Regions from separate parts of the Ovis aries genome. Here region 2 is linked to region 1. Evidence: chromatin contacts called from public Hi-C data. All regions are on one chromosome and are shown on one strand. Each heading gives the region's core, a stretch centred on a gene start, on an enhancer-like site or on the middle of the called end of the contact. The rest is flanking DNA. Distances are from core to core; before and after follow the strand shown. Region 1 has its middle 9.3 kb from the start of INPP5D. Region 2 overlaps GIGYF2 (GRB10 interacting GYF protein 2).

Region 1 (7,087 bases), core at 2,697-5,196:
GAAGTGCATTTGAGGACACTGGGCAGAAGATTCTGATGGGAATAACGCTGGAATCTACCGGGTGTTTGGGTTTTGGCGCATCAGCTAAGAGAACTGTTGGCTGCCAGGGCCGAGAGGCAGAGGAACAGAACAGGAAGCTGGAAAGGGGCTGGCACGTAATCCCCACGGCCGTGGGCAGAAGACGCATTTAAGGGAGGACACGGCAACAGGCTTTGCCAAGGGAGAATAATCACGACTCAGGCTTTGGAAGTGCCAGGTGCCAGGACAGAGGGTGCGGTGGCAAAGGGGCCCGGGGTGGCACGGCTGCCCGAGGACAGGTCAGTGGCAGTCGGGTGGCCAGGTGGGCCGGGCAGGTGTACCCAAGTCTGAGGGTTAGAGTTACTGTCTCCAGAGTTTGGCAAATCTGACCCTAGGAGTCAGGGAGCCTGCGGAGGGTGGCAGTTGTTCTGGCAACTCAGTTACCTTGGGCACTGACTGCCTGGCTTTACACACTCGGTGTGGGCTTCGTACAAGGAAGGTGCCTACAAAGGAAAGTAAAGATGGAATCGGTATCACTAAAACGGAGCCAGGACGATCTCCTGGTGGCCTAGTGCTGAGGATTCCAGGCTTTCACTGCTGTGGCTGGGGAACTTTGTAATCATCTTGATCCTGTTCCTCTCTTACCTTTTTCTTCACTTGACTCGACATGTAATTCTGAGCTACTGAAACAGAAACTTGATGGGACTCTTCTTCCAGTATTTTCCCTGTCAACTATTCTATATGTATTATACCCTGGATATCTAGAAAACTGATAGCAGAAAGGATTTTTTAAAAATAAGAGGGTAAAAGTCACATAAAAATCCTACTGCAGGGAACTCCCTGGCAGTCCAGTGGTTAGGGCTCAGCGCTGTCTCAGCTGTGGTCCAGGTTCAACCTCTGGTCAGGGAATTGAGATCCTGCAAGCTGGATGGCACAGTTAGTAAAATAAAATGGAAAGTGGTGCCAGGGGCCAACAGTTCAGTCGCTCAGTTGTGTCTGACTCTTTGTGGCCCCATGGACTGCAGCACGACAGGCTTCCCTGTCCATCACCAACTCCCAGAGCTTACTCAAACTCATGTCCATCAAGTTGGTGATGCCATCCAACCATCTCATCCTGTGTCATCCCCTTCTCCTCCTGCCCTCAATCTTTCCCAGCATCAGGGTCTTTTCCAATGAGTTGGCTCTTCCCATCAGGTGGCCAAAGTATTGGTGCTTCAGCTTCAGCATCCATCCTTCCAATAAATGTTCAGGGTTGATTTCCTTTAGGATGACTGGTTGGATCTCTTTGCAGTCCAAGGGAATCTCGAGAGTCTTCTCCAACACCGCCATTCAAAAGCATCAGTTCTTTGGTGCTCAGCCTTCTTTAGAGTCCAACTCTCACATCCATACATGACTACTGAAAAAACCATAGCTTTGACTAGATGAACCTTTGTTGGCAAAGTAATGCCTCTGCTTTTTAATATGCTGTCTAGGTTGGTCAGAGCTTTTATCCGAAGAGCAAGTGTCTTTTAATTTCATGGCTGCAGTCACCATCTGCAGTGATTTTGAACCCCTCCGCCAAAGTCTCTCACTGTTTCCATTGCTTCCCCATCTATTATTTGTCATGAAGTGATGGGACTGGATGCCATGATCTTAGTTTTCTGAATATTGAGTTTTAAGTCAACTTTTTCACTCTCGTCTTTCACTTTTATCAAGATGCTCTTTAGTTCTTTGCTTTCTGCCATAAGAGTGGTGTCATCTGCATATCTGAGGTTATTGATATTTTGCCTGGCAATCTTGATTCCAACTTGTGCTTCATCCAGCCAAGCATTTCACATGATGTACTCTACATATAAGTTAAATAAGCAGGGTAACAATACACAGACTTGATGTAGTCCTTTCCCTATTTGGAACCAATCTGTGGTTCCATGTCCAGTTCTAACTATTGCTTCTTAACCTACAAAGTCAGGTCAGGTGGTCTGGTATTCCCATCTCTTTAAGAATTTCCCACACTTTGTTATGATCCACACTGTCAAAGACTTTGGCATAGTCAATAAAGCAGAAGTAGATGGTTTTTTTTTGGAGCTCTCTTGCTTTTTCTGTGATCCAGTGGATGTTGGCAATTTGATCTCTGGTTCCTCTGCCTTTTCTAAAACCAGCTTCAACATCTGGCAGTTTACGGTTCACGTACTGTTGGAGCCTGGCTTGGAGAATTTTGAGCATTACTTTGCTATTGTGTGAGATGAGTGCAATTACATCTCAGTCTGGATGGAATCTGATGTGTTGACCTGATGAAATCATTCAGAACATCTGCAGAAACTCAAGCTACTTACTGGTGTGTGTGTGTGTGTGTGTGTGTGTGTGTGTGTGTGACTCCATGGACTGTAGTCCAACAGGTCCTCTGTCCATGGGATTCTCCAGGCAAGAATACTGGAGTGGGTTGCCAATTCCTTCTCCAAGGGATCTTCCCGACCCAGGAATCAGACCCGCAGCTCCTACATCGACAGGCAGCTTCTTTACCGCTGAGCCACTGGGTAATACTTACTGGCCCCTTACCCTAAAGTTGCTCTTAAGATCAGGGTGTGTATCTTGCCGATACCTGACTGCACAGAGCCCAAAGATGAATGGCCAGTGTGCAGGCTGTCATGTCGTTTGTGACAGCAAATGTTGTTAACAGTCTAAGTACCTGTCAACAGGCGACTGGTCCCATGCACTGGCTAGGCTATAGGAATAGTATGCTGGCTTTAAAAGGAACAGTATGGCAGATACAAAGAAAAGGCTCCATGAAATGTTCAGAAACATCACTACGTGAAAAAACAAGGTGTACAACAGGGTAAAAAAGAAAAGAGCTACAAAAATATGCTTGCGTATGTGCAGAAAGTTTTGCAAGAATACATAATATGCTGGCCCTGGGCCAGTGGGGGGACTGCCCTGGTGGCTTAGATAGTAAAGAATCCACCTGTAATGCAGGAGACCACCTGCAGTGCAGGCAGACGCGGGTTCGATCCCTGGATCAGCAAGATCCCCTGGAGAAGGGAATGGCCACCCGCTCCAGTATTCTTGCCTAGAGAATCCCAAGGACAGAGGAGACTAGTGGACTACAGTTCATGGGGTCACACAGAGTCGGACACGACTGAGCGACTTATACTATACACGCTGCGACAGTGGGTGGGGTATGTGGGCAGGTCTGCCACGGCAGGAAAACTTGTTTTGCATCCTGCTGGCTGACTTCTTACTCTGTGGATGTATTACTTTTCAGTTAAAGAAAAAACGTCCGTCTCTTCCTCACGAATCCCGAGGGAGGAGAGCTGGGGGAGGCGTCAACTGCAACGCCACCAGCCATCCACATAAAGCCAAGCTGCCCCGTGGGACTTCACACACACCGTCCAGAACCAGCGCTGTCATTTTGATTTACTTAATCTTTATTCTCATAAAAGTAGTATGTGGTCACAAAGGATAAAGTGGAAGGAAGATTTGCCACCCAAATCCGCGGTCTTCGTATTTGGTGATTTCTCAAGATAAAGCTTTTTCCATAGCTGGAACCAGCATCTCCAGTTTACTGAGTTTTGTTCGTTTGTTTTTCTCTTGCTTTCTTTTTACTTAACATTGTATTATGAATATTTTCCGGTGTCCTTAACGATCTTGGTGAAGGACTCTCATTGTTTTCGTGGCTGTGAGTGTCCGTCACCCAATTCTCCGCAAAATCGAGCTTCATTCTTCCCGGTGGCAGTTCAAGTCCATTTGATTTTCTGGCCCGTTTCATCTTCAGCGGAAGGGGAGAGTGGCCCACTGCCAGGCCTGTGGTACTCCCGGGACATCCTGGAGCAGAGTTCATGGACTCCGTGAGCCCTTGGACCCCTGGGGAAATTGCGTCCCTTCCTGCTGACCTCGTTAGTACAGGAAACTGTGAGCGGAGACTCTTGGAAAGTGACAAGCTGGGCCGCAGGTCACACACGACTCCCGGGCGGAGGGCGGAGTTCGAGGCTCCCCCTGGTGGCAGGGAATGACAAGGCTCAGAATCTGACCCCTTCAGGTTATTTCCAGAAATGACCAGGGTCTTTCAAACCAAGGTTGATAAACCAACAGGGAGCGTCACTGACGCCATCTGCCAACTGGAGCGCCACCCCCACCCCCCGTCCCTGCTCTGGCCCTCCAGACAGCAGTCAAGAGACTGCTGGCCAGGTTGACAGCACCCACCTCGCCAGGCACCTTACCTAACTCCACAGACCCCAGACATTTATGACTGAGTGAGGTTTGTGGCCCTGGCTTCCTCCTCTGTGTGTAACTCAGGGCCTGGTTTGTGAGGGGATGGGGTGGTGGGGGTGGGGTGAAGGTGGGGGGCTGGGCGGTGCTGTGAGCCAGGGGTCATCCTCCTGCTCTTCAGGAGGCCTGAGGCTTAGGGGCCTGGGAGAGGCCCAGCCAAGCGTTCTGAGGCCTGCTGGACCCAAAGGGAAGCCAGTTGGTGTCTTCAGGGGCCTGGGGAGAGGATGTGGAAAGGTCCCCTCAAAGATGCCAGCCGCAGAAGTGGAGGAGTCAGCAGGCGGGGAGCTGGGGGTCCGACAGACCCCCAGAGCAAGCGGGGAGGGGAGCTGGGAGAGAGAGGGCTGAGCGGGGAGGAAGACTTCCTTCCCAGCAGAGGGTCAAGTGTATGATCCCTCCCGTCTCTGGCCTTCGATTTGAGGGGGAGGTTGGAGAAGGAAATGGAAACCCACTCCGGTATCTTTGCCTGAAAAAAATCCCCTGAACAGAAGAGCCTGGAAAGTTGCAGTCCCCGGGGTCGCCAAGAGTTGGACACGACTGAGTGATGAACCAGCAAACAAGCATGGGGGAGGTGAGTTAATCAGGACAGAGGAGGGCATAACTCCTTCCCGAGGGGGGCTGACCCCCTTGACCTGGACCCCTGGCACCGAGAGGCTCGGGCCTCCTGGTCCTACCTGGTTCTCTGGGAGTGGCCACTCCACCCCCTTCTACAACCCCAAGATGCCTTTGTATCATGTCTGCTGCTGCTGCTGCTGCTGCCAAGTCACTTCAGTCGTGTCTGACTCTGTGCGACCCCATAGATGGCAGGTCTGGGGTGAGGGAAATTCACTCCTGACTACACCAGCTGAGTGACCAGCTCTCAAACTTCAAAGTCAAGTATTTCCTTCTGTATTTCCAGAGAAACAATGCCAGTTCAATGCGGGTACACAGAGATTTATTTTCAGGAATTGGCTCACATGATTGCAGAGGCTGGCAAGCCCCAGATCTGCAGAGTGGGGCTGCAGGCTGGGGACTCAGGGAGGAGCTGAGGCTGTGGTTTGAGTCGAAAGGTGGTTTGCTCACTGAATTCCCTCTTCTTTGGGGAACCTCCGTCTTTTTCTATTAGGGCCCTCCACTGATTGAATGAGGCCCACCCGTGCTATGGAGAGCAATCGACTCAGAGACTACTGATTCAAATGCTAATCACTTCTATGAATATCTTCACAGAGACATCTAGAATAATGTTTGACCAAATATCTGGGTGCCTTGGCCCAGACACATTGACACATAAAACTATCTCAGCTCCCTTTGTTCTTGGTGACTCAGTAACCACTTTCACTCCCCCACTTCCTTCCCATAAGACTATGGTTGACACCAATTCTGCCAAGGCTGGTGGGGACTGAGGAGCCCTGGGGTACCATAAAGAGCTTCAGTGAACAGAGGAGGAAAGGGAAACACGGTGATTAATACTTAGAAATATTGTCCACCATGTGTGAGGTGACCTACATCTCTACCTCCTCCTCCCCACCCCTCATCCTGACACCTGGGACTCTGTAATCCCTCTCCTCATCTGACCCCTTCTCAGGCCTTGAAACCCACTCTGCTTCCTGTCCATGGTGGAAAGACTCCTGGACAAGTAGCGTCATGGTCCCACGGGGTCATCGCACCTCTCTCTTGGCTCCCGTCTCTGCCACTTGCCACCTCCGGAAATTTCAGAAGCAGAGTCCCTCCTATGCCTTGGCACCTGCCATGGAAGTTCGTTCCTTCAACACTGAAGTTTTGTCTGTTTTTTCCAGAACTTCTAGAGATGGCTCTACTCAGACGCTCTGTCCACCTTTAATTGAGTCGTTTGGCTTTTGGACGTTGAGCTGTATGAGTGCTTTGCATATTTTGGACGTTAACTCCTTGTAGGATATATCATTTGCAAATATCTTCTCTCATTCAGTAGGTGGCCTTTTCATGTTGTTGATAGCTTCCTTCATTATGCAAATGCTTCTTAGTTTGATGTAGTCTCATTTGTTTATTTTTGGTTTTGTTTCCCTTGCCTGAGGATATAGTGCCAAAAAGTATTACAGGTACTGATGTCAGATGGCATCGTGCCTACATTTTCTTCCAGGAGTTTAATGGTTTCAGGTCTTATGTTTAAGTCTTTAACCCAGCAAACGGTTTTTTTGTTGTTGTTGTGCATGATGTGAGAGAATAGTCCAGTTTTATTCTTTTGCACGTAGCTACCATTCACTGAAGAGGCTGTCTTTCTTCACTGTGAATACTTTGTGCCCCTTGCTTCTGGCCTACACAGTTTCTGCTGAAAAGTCTGCTGACTGTCTAACGGGAGTTCCCTTGTATCTAAATCGTTGCCTTTCTCTTGCTGCTTTTAAAATCATCTCTTTATCTTTCATCTTTTCCATTTAATTATGATGCATCTTAGCATGGATTTCTTCAGGTCCATCTTATTAGGGACTCCGGGTACTTCCTGAACCTGTTTCCTTCCCCAGGTTAGGGCTGTTTTCAGCTGTTATATTTTCAAATATGTCCTCTGACTTTTTCTCTCTTCTTCTCCTGAGGCTCTTATAGTGCAGCTGTTATTATGCTTGATGTTGTCCCAGAGGTCTCTTAAACTATCTTCATTTTTTTAATTTTTTAAAAAATTTATTTGATGAATGTATTTGACTATACTGGTCTTAGTTGTGGCATATGGGATCTTAGTTCCGTGACCAGGGATCAAACCCAATGCCGCCTGCATTGGGAGCGTGGACCTTAGCCGCTGGACCACCAGGGAAGTCCCAAACTATCTTTTTCTGTCTTCCGTTCAGCTTGGGTGATTTCCAGTACTTCGTCTTTCGGATCACTG
Region 2 (7,087 bases), core at 1,279-3,778, 250 kb before region 1:
GCAGAGGATGAGACAGAGAGCATCACCGACTCACTGGATATGAATTTGATCAAACCCAGGGAGATAGTGAAGAATAGGGAACCCTGGCGTGCTGTAGTCCATGGGCTCTCAAAGAGTGGGCATGACTTGGCAACTGAACAACAGCAACAAATACTTCCTGAATCACTAGTTATTGATCAGAGTGTGTTCATTAATTTTATGTATAAAGTATTTGGTTATTTCTTATTGTAAAAGATCCAGAAAATGTTAGTTTTTTCCCTCTTACCAAGGCCCAATTTAGTCTTACCTCAGATAAATAATAAAAAATTGGTCATCTTTCTTAATTTAATTATTGTTTATAGTTTGCCCAACTTCCAACAAGCTCTGACGGGAAATGAAAATTGGAGAAGAGCATATTCAGCCATGCATGTTTATATTCTCTGTGCCTGTGTGATACCAGATCTAACAAATACTCACTCTTTCAGTGTGAATGCTTTTCTGAAATGAGCTTTAGAGACTGAGCAAGTTGGAGACAATTATGCTCTTTAAAATAGTTAAAACACTGCTGAGAAATTAGGATGTATATACATAAGGCTTATTTCTAAATTGTTTCTGTAGTATTTTATTAGTTTGAAGTCTGTTCACCACTTTTCCTGATAAATTATGATCAGGAGTCACCTGAAACAAGTTGTTAACCTCTATCTGGGTGAGGATCAGACCCAGGAAATATTTTTTTCCTTTTTAGCTTGAAAGGATTTTTATTGCCCTTCTGTTTAATTATTGTTATTATAGGTCCCTTCAATAATCAGGAGATGGCAGAATGGTTTCAGGCTGGCTATTTCACTATGTCTTTGTTGGTAAAGAGAGCATGTGATGAAAGCTTCCAGCCTCTTGGTGATATCATGAAAATGTGGGGAAGGGTTCCTTTCTCTCCCGGACCAGCTCCCCCTCCACATATGGTAAGTAACTTATGCCTCACTCGGAACACAGTAGACCCAGAAGCACTTGCTCTAGATGTTACGTCTCTTGAAGAAGAAACTGTAGTTCCTTGAAAGTAATTGACCAGATGACGATGGGAAGTCTGACTCAGCCTACATATGTAGCTATAATGATCTTTTAAAACTCAGATGTCTGTGCCTGTCCTCCTCTTCCTTTCTGTCTCTCTCTCAACACACTCACACATACCCCACACTCATTCTAAAATAATAGAATCCTCCACTAGCTTTATCAGTTCAGTTCAGTCACTCAGTCGTGTCCGACTCTTTGTGACCCCAGGAATTGCAGCACGCCAGGCCTCCCTGTCCATCACCAACTCCTGGAGTTCACCCAAACTCATGTCCATCGAGTCAGTGATGCCATCCAGCCATCTCATCCTCTATCGGCCCCTTCTCCTCCTGCCCCCAATCCCTCCCAGCATCAGAGTCTTTTCCAATGAGTCAACTCTTCACATGAGGTGGCCAAAGTGTTGGAGTTTCAGCTTTAGCATCAGTCCTTCCAATGAACACTCAGGACTGATCTCCTTTAGAATGAACTGGTTGGATCTCCTTGCAGTCCAAGGGACTCTCAAGAGTCTTCTCCAACACCACAGTTCAAAAGCATCAATTCTTCGGCACTCAGCTTTCTTCCCAGTCCAACTCTCACATCCATACAGGACCACTGGAAAAACCATAGCCTTGACTAGACAGACCTTTGTTGGCAAAGTAATGTCTCTGCTTTTGAATATGCTATTTAGGTTAGTCATAACTTTCCTTCCAAGGAGTAAGCGTCTTTTAATTTCATGGCTGCAGTCACCATCTGCAGTGATTTTGGAGCCCTCCAAAATAAAGTCTGACACTGTTTCCACTGTTAGCATGTGCTAAAGGAAGAATATTTTGTCTTGGCCTCCCTACCAGTTCATGCATGTTTAGGCTCCTTACCTTTCCAAGTTCATTTCAGAGCTTTTACCTTTATCTACTGTGCTTCAACACAACTGACTTAGAGTTTCTCATTGCTTCTAGTTAGAAGGCCCATTCTCCCCTCCATTTATTTACCTTTTTAAAAAATACGTGCCTCTTTGCAACCCCATGGCCTGTAGCCCGCCATGCTCTGCTGTCCATGGGATTCTCCATGGACAGAGTGGATTGAATACCGGAGTGGCTTGCCGTTTCTTTCTGCAGGGGATCTTCACAACCCAGGGATCCAACCCCAGTCTCCTGCATTTTAGGCAGATTCTTTACCATCTAAGCCCCCAGGGAAGCCCTTTTAAAATATGTTACTGATATTTAACTAAAAATTGGATCATAATGTAACCCTTTTAGTATGCTGAGGCTGGAGACCTTTGAAGGGGAAGTCTTTTTTGCAGCTGCTGCTGGGCCTCTGCCTGTTGAGTTCCTTTGGATCTGTGCCTCACTTTTCCATTTTCCAGGTTGGAGTGTCTGATTGCTGGCCATAGTCTTAAGTGAACATAGTCAGAAATCTTTAGTCTGAACACTGGATTTCTACAGTAAGACCCATGGATTTATTCACCAATTATGTAATTGAGGATCTGTGCCAGGGCTGTGTTAGGTTCTTATGAGAGAAAGATGAGTGAGTCATTTGCAGCATCTGTAGCCAAGAGAGTTCATAAGTGAGAACAGTGGCTGTCACATTGTTTTGACCGTAGCAGATAGTAAAAAAACAGAAGACTTTCGTATTACTGCTTCATATATTCATTAACTTGCGGATGTATCTGAAGTAAGTTTCATGAAACATTTGGTGCCGTGTACATATATTCTTTCTGTTTCTTCTCCCCCCCCCCCCAGTATGTAAATGTTTATCTTGACCCAATAATTAATTTCACTGTCCACTGATGGGTTGAGACCTCCTATAGTTTGCAGAGCAATGAAGAGTCCTAGGGAATTACCCTGACATTTCTGTTGTAAATCCAGAAAAAATTCTTATATGATTGTATGTAAATTGTACTTTTACCATCTACTCAGAAATTGGGATGCGTTTTTATCTGGCACGTTTGAGAGCTGACAGCTGGCCTCTTGGATCTTGGCGTGCTAGCTCTAATCCATTTCCTAACTCCCAGTTATAGGGGATGAGCCTCAGTCAGACCCAACTAAGGGGAAAGACTGTGGGAAGCTCTGCTTCCTGTCAGGTATTGCCTTTGCCCTTAAGTTAATTGTCGACTAACCTACTGTAGCTTTTATCCATGAATAGTTAAATGAGAAAGAAAAATGTCCTTGAGTTTCAGGTGAACCTCACTCAAAGGAGTCATACATCAAATGTGTTTTTCTGGACTGTAATCAGTGTGCAGTAAAGATATAAACCGTTCATTAATGATTTGTCTTAATTTTAGTCTGTGTCACCCTTATGCTTTAATTTCTATCTTATATTTCACCTTTCATTTTTCCCCTACTTTTGTCTTCCACAATTTAAATTCCATCCATGTTATTTTATATATAAGCTAAAAAAGTTTTTTCTACCCCTTACTTTTAAACTTGTGATGTATTAAAAGCAATAGAAGCACCTCTAATTTTTGGATAGAGAGTTAAACAGTTGTGAAAGCTCTTTTATATTCCATTTAATTTTAAATGTCTCATCCTCTTTAAGAAGACATACGTTGGCTCCCTGTATTTGTTAGTGCTACTGTAAAATTCTTACCATAGCATTTAATTTTACTCCATTCTGTTTTGTCCTGCTTCTCTAGTTTTTACATAATCTCCAAGTTTATAAATCACTTCTAAGATTCAGAGAACGGATTTTTTTTAAATTATTTGTTTGGCCGTGCCAGTCTTAATTGTGGCACTCAGGATCTTCAGTTGCAGCATGTGGGATATAATTCCCTAACCAGGGATCAAACGCTGGTCTCCTGCCTTGGAACGTGGAGTCTTAGCCACTGGACCACCAGGGAGGTCCCTGGTTATTTTTTAGTTATAGTATGAACTCTGGATTACAGAAAAATGTTCAGCCTCAAGGGCTAGAGAGAAGAAGAGCTAAAATAGGGACCCTTTTCCCACCTCGGGGAATCTCTTGAAGTGCCAACACCACCTTCTTCCACTAGATGGCACTGCTTCGTTTCTAAAGGTGCCTGACTTTTTTTTTTTTTAATAGTTAAGTGGGGCAAAAGAAGTCTAGGAGTACTGAATGTAAGTACTAAATGGCTTTTAGGCTCTTTCAGTTTATTTACTGGTATTTCTTTCCTCCACCCCTTCGTTCCCAGGGAGAGCTGGACCAGGAACGACTGACCCGGCAGCAGGAACTCACAGCCTTGTACCAGATGCAGCACCTTCAGTATCAGCAGTTCCTCATACAGTAAGAGCAGTAATGTGGTAGGCTGCCCTGTAGCGCCAAAGGGCCTTCAGATGCAATATGCTCCCAAATTTCATCTTTCCAGCAGAAATCTAAGTGTATGGGATACTTCAATCATCCAGCTAGTGGCATAGTGCCACTATACATCCTAAGTTTGGTCTTAGCTTGTTTCTTGAATATTGGAAGTTTGCAGAAGGTGACACGTAACTAATTTTGCAATGTATTTAACTGCTAAAGCAAGAATCAGTGATTTTAAAAATTAATTGCCCTCTGGATGGCTCAGCTTTGCCACAGAGAAAAAGTAGATGAGAAGGCAGAAAAGAAGTAGAAGTTTACGCTATTAGTAGTGGTATGGAATCACTTAGATTGTGAGTCCTTTTCGTGGAAGAAGTAAGATTTGTTATCATGTGGTGCAGAGGTTGGCAGACTGAATGGCTACCTGTTTTCCTAAGCAGAGTTTTACTGGAACTGAGTCATACCCATTTGTTTGTGTATTATCTATGACTGCTTTCGCACTACAGAGGTAGAATTGAGTAGTTGTGAATGGCCTGCAAAGCCAAAAATATTTACTGTCTGGCTCTTTACAGGAAAAAATTGTCCACCTCTGTTCTAGTGAAAAAAATGTTAACCTAAAATTTTCCAAGCCGAAACGTATAAATTTGAGGATTTTTATACAAGTGGGATTTTATTTTTGCAAAGAGTTCTTCATGTGGAAATAGCTATTATTTTGAACCTGTTTTATTTTCTGATAAAAGGTTATTAACATCCTAAAGGAGTTTTCCAGTTTTTTACATTCCTTTAAATTTTTTTGTTTTCACTCAGCAGCATGTCATCTATTAGTTTAGTTCTTTCTAGAATAACATATAGAACTGTTGGTGTGACTATTGTGAAGTATTATAAAAATATATTTGATAGCTATTTCCAATGGGGTTTTCTTTTGTTGGTGTGGGGGGTGAACTTTGTCTTGTAATGTCTCTGTAAAGTGAACTAAATGTGGATAGACAGGTTATACCATGTTTTACTTTTTGAAGACAACAGTATGCGCAAGTTCTGGCCCAGCAGCAGAAAGCAGCACTGTCTTCCCAGCAGCAGCAGCAGTTGGCGCTTCTTCTCCAGCAGTTCCAGGCTCTGAAGATGAGGTTGGTGCTTGTTTGCATGATGTGCCATGTTATGTGTGTTTTAAATAAAGAGAGAAAAGGAAATTTTTAATCTGAGAAGTTTAGTATCAAAATACCCACACAAAATGCCTATCTTTGTGTTGTGTGTAGGAACATAGTTTTAAAAAATAACTAATAACTAAAGCATTTATTTGGTCTTTTTAGTCAGAAGATAAAATTTGCATAATAACCAAAGAATACTAAGAACACTTGAAAAGAAAAGCAGTGTAGTCTCATGGACTTAGTAAGAAAAAATTTTGTGGTTGAGAAATTTAATCTCATTTTACCTGTAGTATTTCAGGAATGATATTAATGGTGCCACACAGAGTTATACTTTTCCAGACCCAATAGCCATTAATGTAGGGTCTAAAGACATGGAAACTATGCTAAAAGGCTCAAGTTCCTGCTGATTCAGATTATCATTCAGGGTAGTATTTGTTTTATCTCCCGCAAAGGTGTTAGTCATCATCGCTCTTGAAAATTTTACTGTCTAATTCAACCAAAACCTTTTATATTTTTCCCTTGAGCCATAACCCATTCTGTAAGAGAGGCAGGTTAGATCATGTTAAGGTCTTAGTTTTAAAGATGGGCAAACTGGGACTCAGAGCAGCTGAAGGACTTAGTTGATGTAATACGCAGAAAGCTTCAGAGACTGAACTGAAATGCACGCCTTTTGACTTAACTGTCTGTGAGGTTTTTTTTCATGATAAATGCTACCTCTGTGACTCTTAGTGAATTTTTTAAAGACAGTAGGCATATCTATTATTTGGAAATCAAAATTTGCCAATACCTTGAGAAGTTAGAAATGTGGTTACTTTGCCTGTATCTTTTTTTCTTTCCTAAATATTTTGGTTAAATATTTGGTTAAGTATTTTAGTTAAAACAGTGAAGTTTTTTGGCTAAGTACCCTTGAACTGTGGTGCTGGAGAAGACTCTTGCAAGTCCCTTGGACTGCAAGGAGATCCAACCAGTCCATCCTAAAGGAGACCAGTCCCTGAGTGTTCATTGGAAGGACTGATGCTAAAGCTGAAACTCCAATACTTTGGCCACCTCATGCGAAGAATTGACTCATTTGAAAAGACCCTGATGCTGGAAGGGATTGGGGGCAGGAAGAGAAGGGGCCGACAGAGGATGAGATGGCTGGATGGCATCACTGACTCAATGGACATGAGTCTGAGTGAACTCTGGGAGTTGGTGATGGACAAGGAGGCCTGGCGTGCTGCAATTCCTGGGGTCACAAAGAGTCGGACACGACTGAGCAACTGAACTGAACCTTGAAAACCTACAGATAATCTGAAAATACTTCTTTATCTGTTTTTTTGAATGACAAGAACAAGTTAATTTTGTTAATTTTCTAATTTCCCTTTTGCAGAATATCTGATCAGAACATCATTCCCTCAGTAACTAGGTCTGTGTCAGTGCCAGATACTGGTTCTATCTGGGAACTCCAGCCAGCACCCTCACAGCCTACAGGTAAAAACTCAGATTGGCCTTTAGTATAGCTCCAAGGATTTAGATTCTAATAACTTTTATAATTCAATTTTTTTGTTATTTTTTAAAAATCAATTTTGGGACCTGCTTTGTAGTGAATATTAATGAAAAGTGGTTTTGAAAGAAAAATTTTACCCCAGCAAAGGATTGAAAATACCTATTAAGGAGTTGCTGGAAATTCTTTA

What was found. Hi-C and Micro-C count contacts between places; a contact is called where the count stands out from the background.
Region 2: a contact with region 1 is called in a Hi-C map of tail adipose tissue, with 4 times the contacts expected there. The contact joins two enhancer-like sites. A contact is called at or near these places in 3 of 16 Hi-C or Micro-C datasets (hypothalamus, muscle and tail adipose tissue).

What each region holds. Positions count from the first base shown.
Region 1 is chr1:7,910,455-7,917,541 of ARS-UI_Ramb_v3.0, reverse strand. No RefSeq gene overlaps it. Among named protein-coding and RNA genes, the nearest start is that of INPP5D, 9.3 kb to the right of the region's middle. Within about 2 kb of position 3,946, at least 6 of the 54 cell types and tissues checked have an H3K27ac peak or open chromatin away from gene starts, as enhancers often do. A contact at or near this core is called in tail adipose tissue, where this site is marked.
Region 2 is chr1:8,157,907-8,164,993 of ARS-UI_Ramb_v3.0, reverse strand. It overlaps GIGYF2 (GRB10 interacting GYF protein 2), which reads left to right. Exons shown (of 28, transcript XM_060399252.1): 14 at 772-938; 15 at 4,166-4,257; 16 at 5,286-5,393; 17 at 6,784-6,884. Among named protein-coding and RNA genes, the nearest start is that of KCNJ13, 31 kb to the left of the region's middle. Within about 2 kb of position 2,528, at least 1 of the 54 cell types and tissues checked has an H3K27ac peak or open chromatin away from gene starts, as enhancers often do. A contact at or near this core is called in tail adipose tissue, where this site is marked.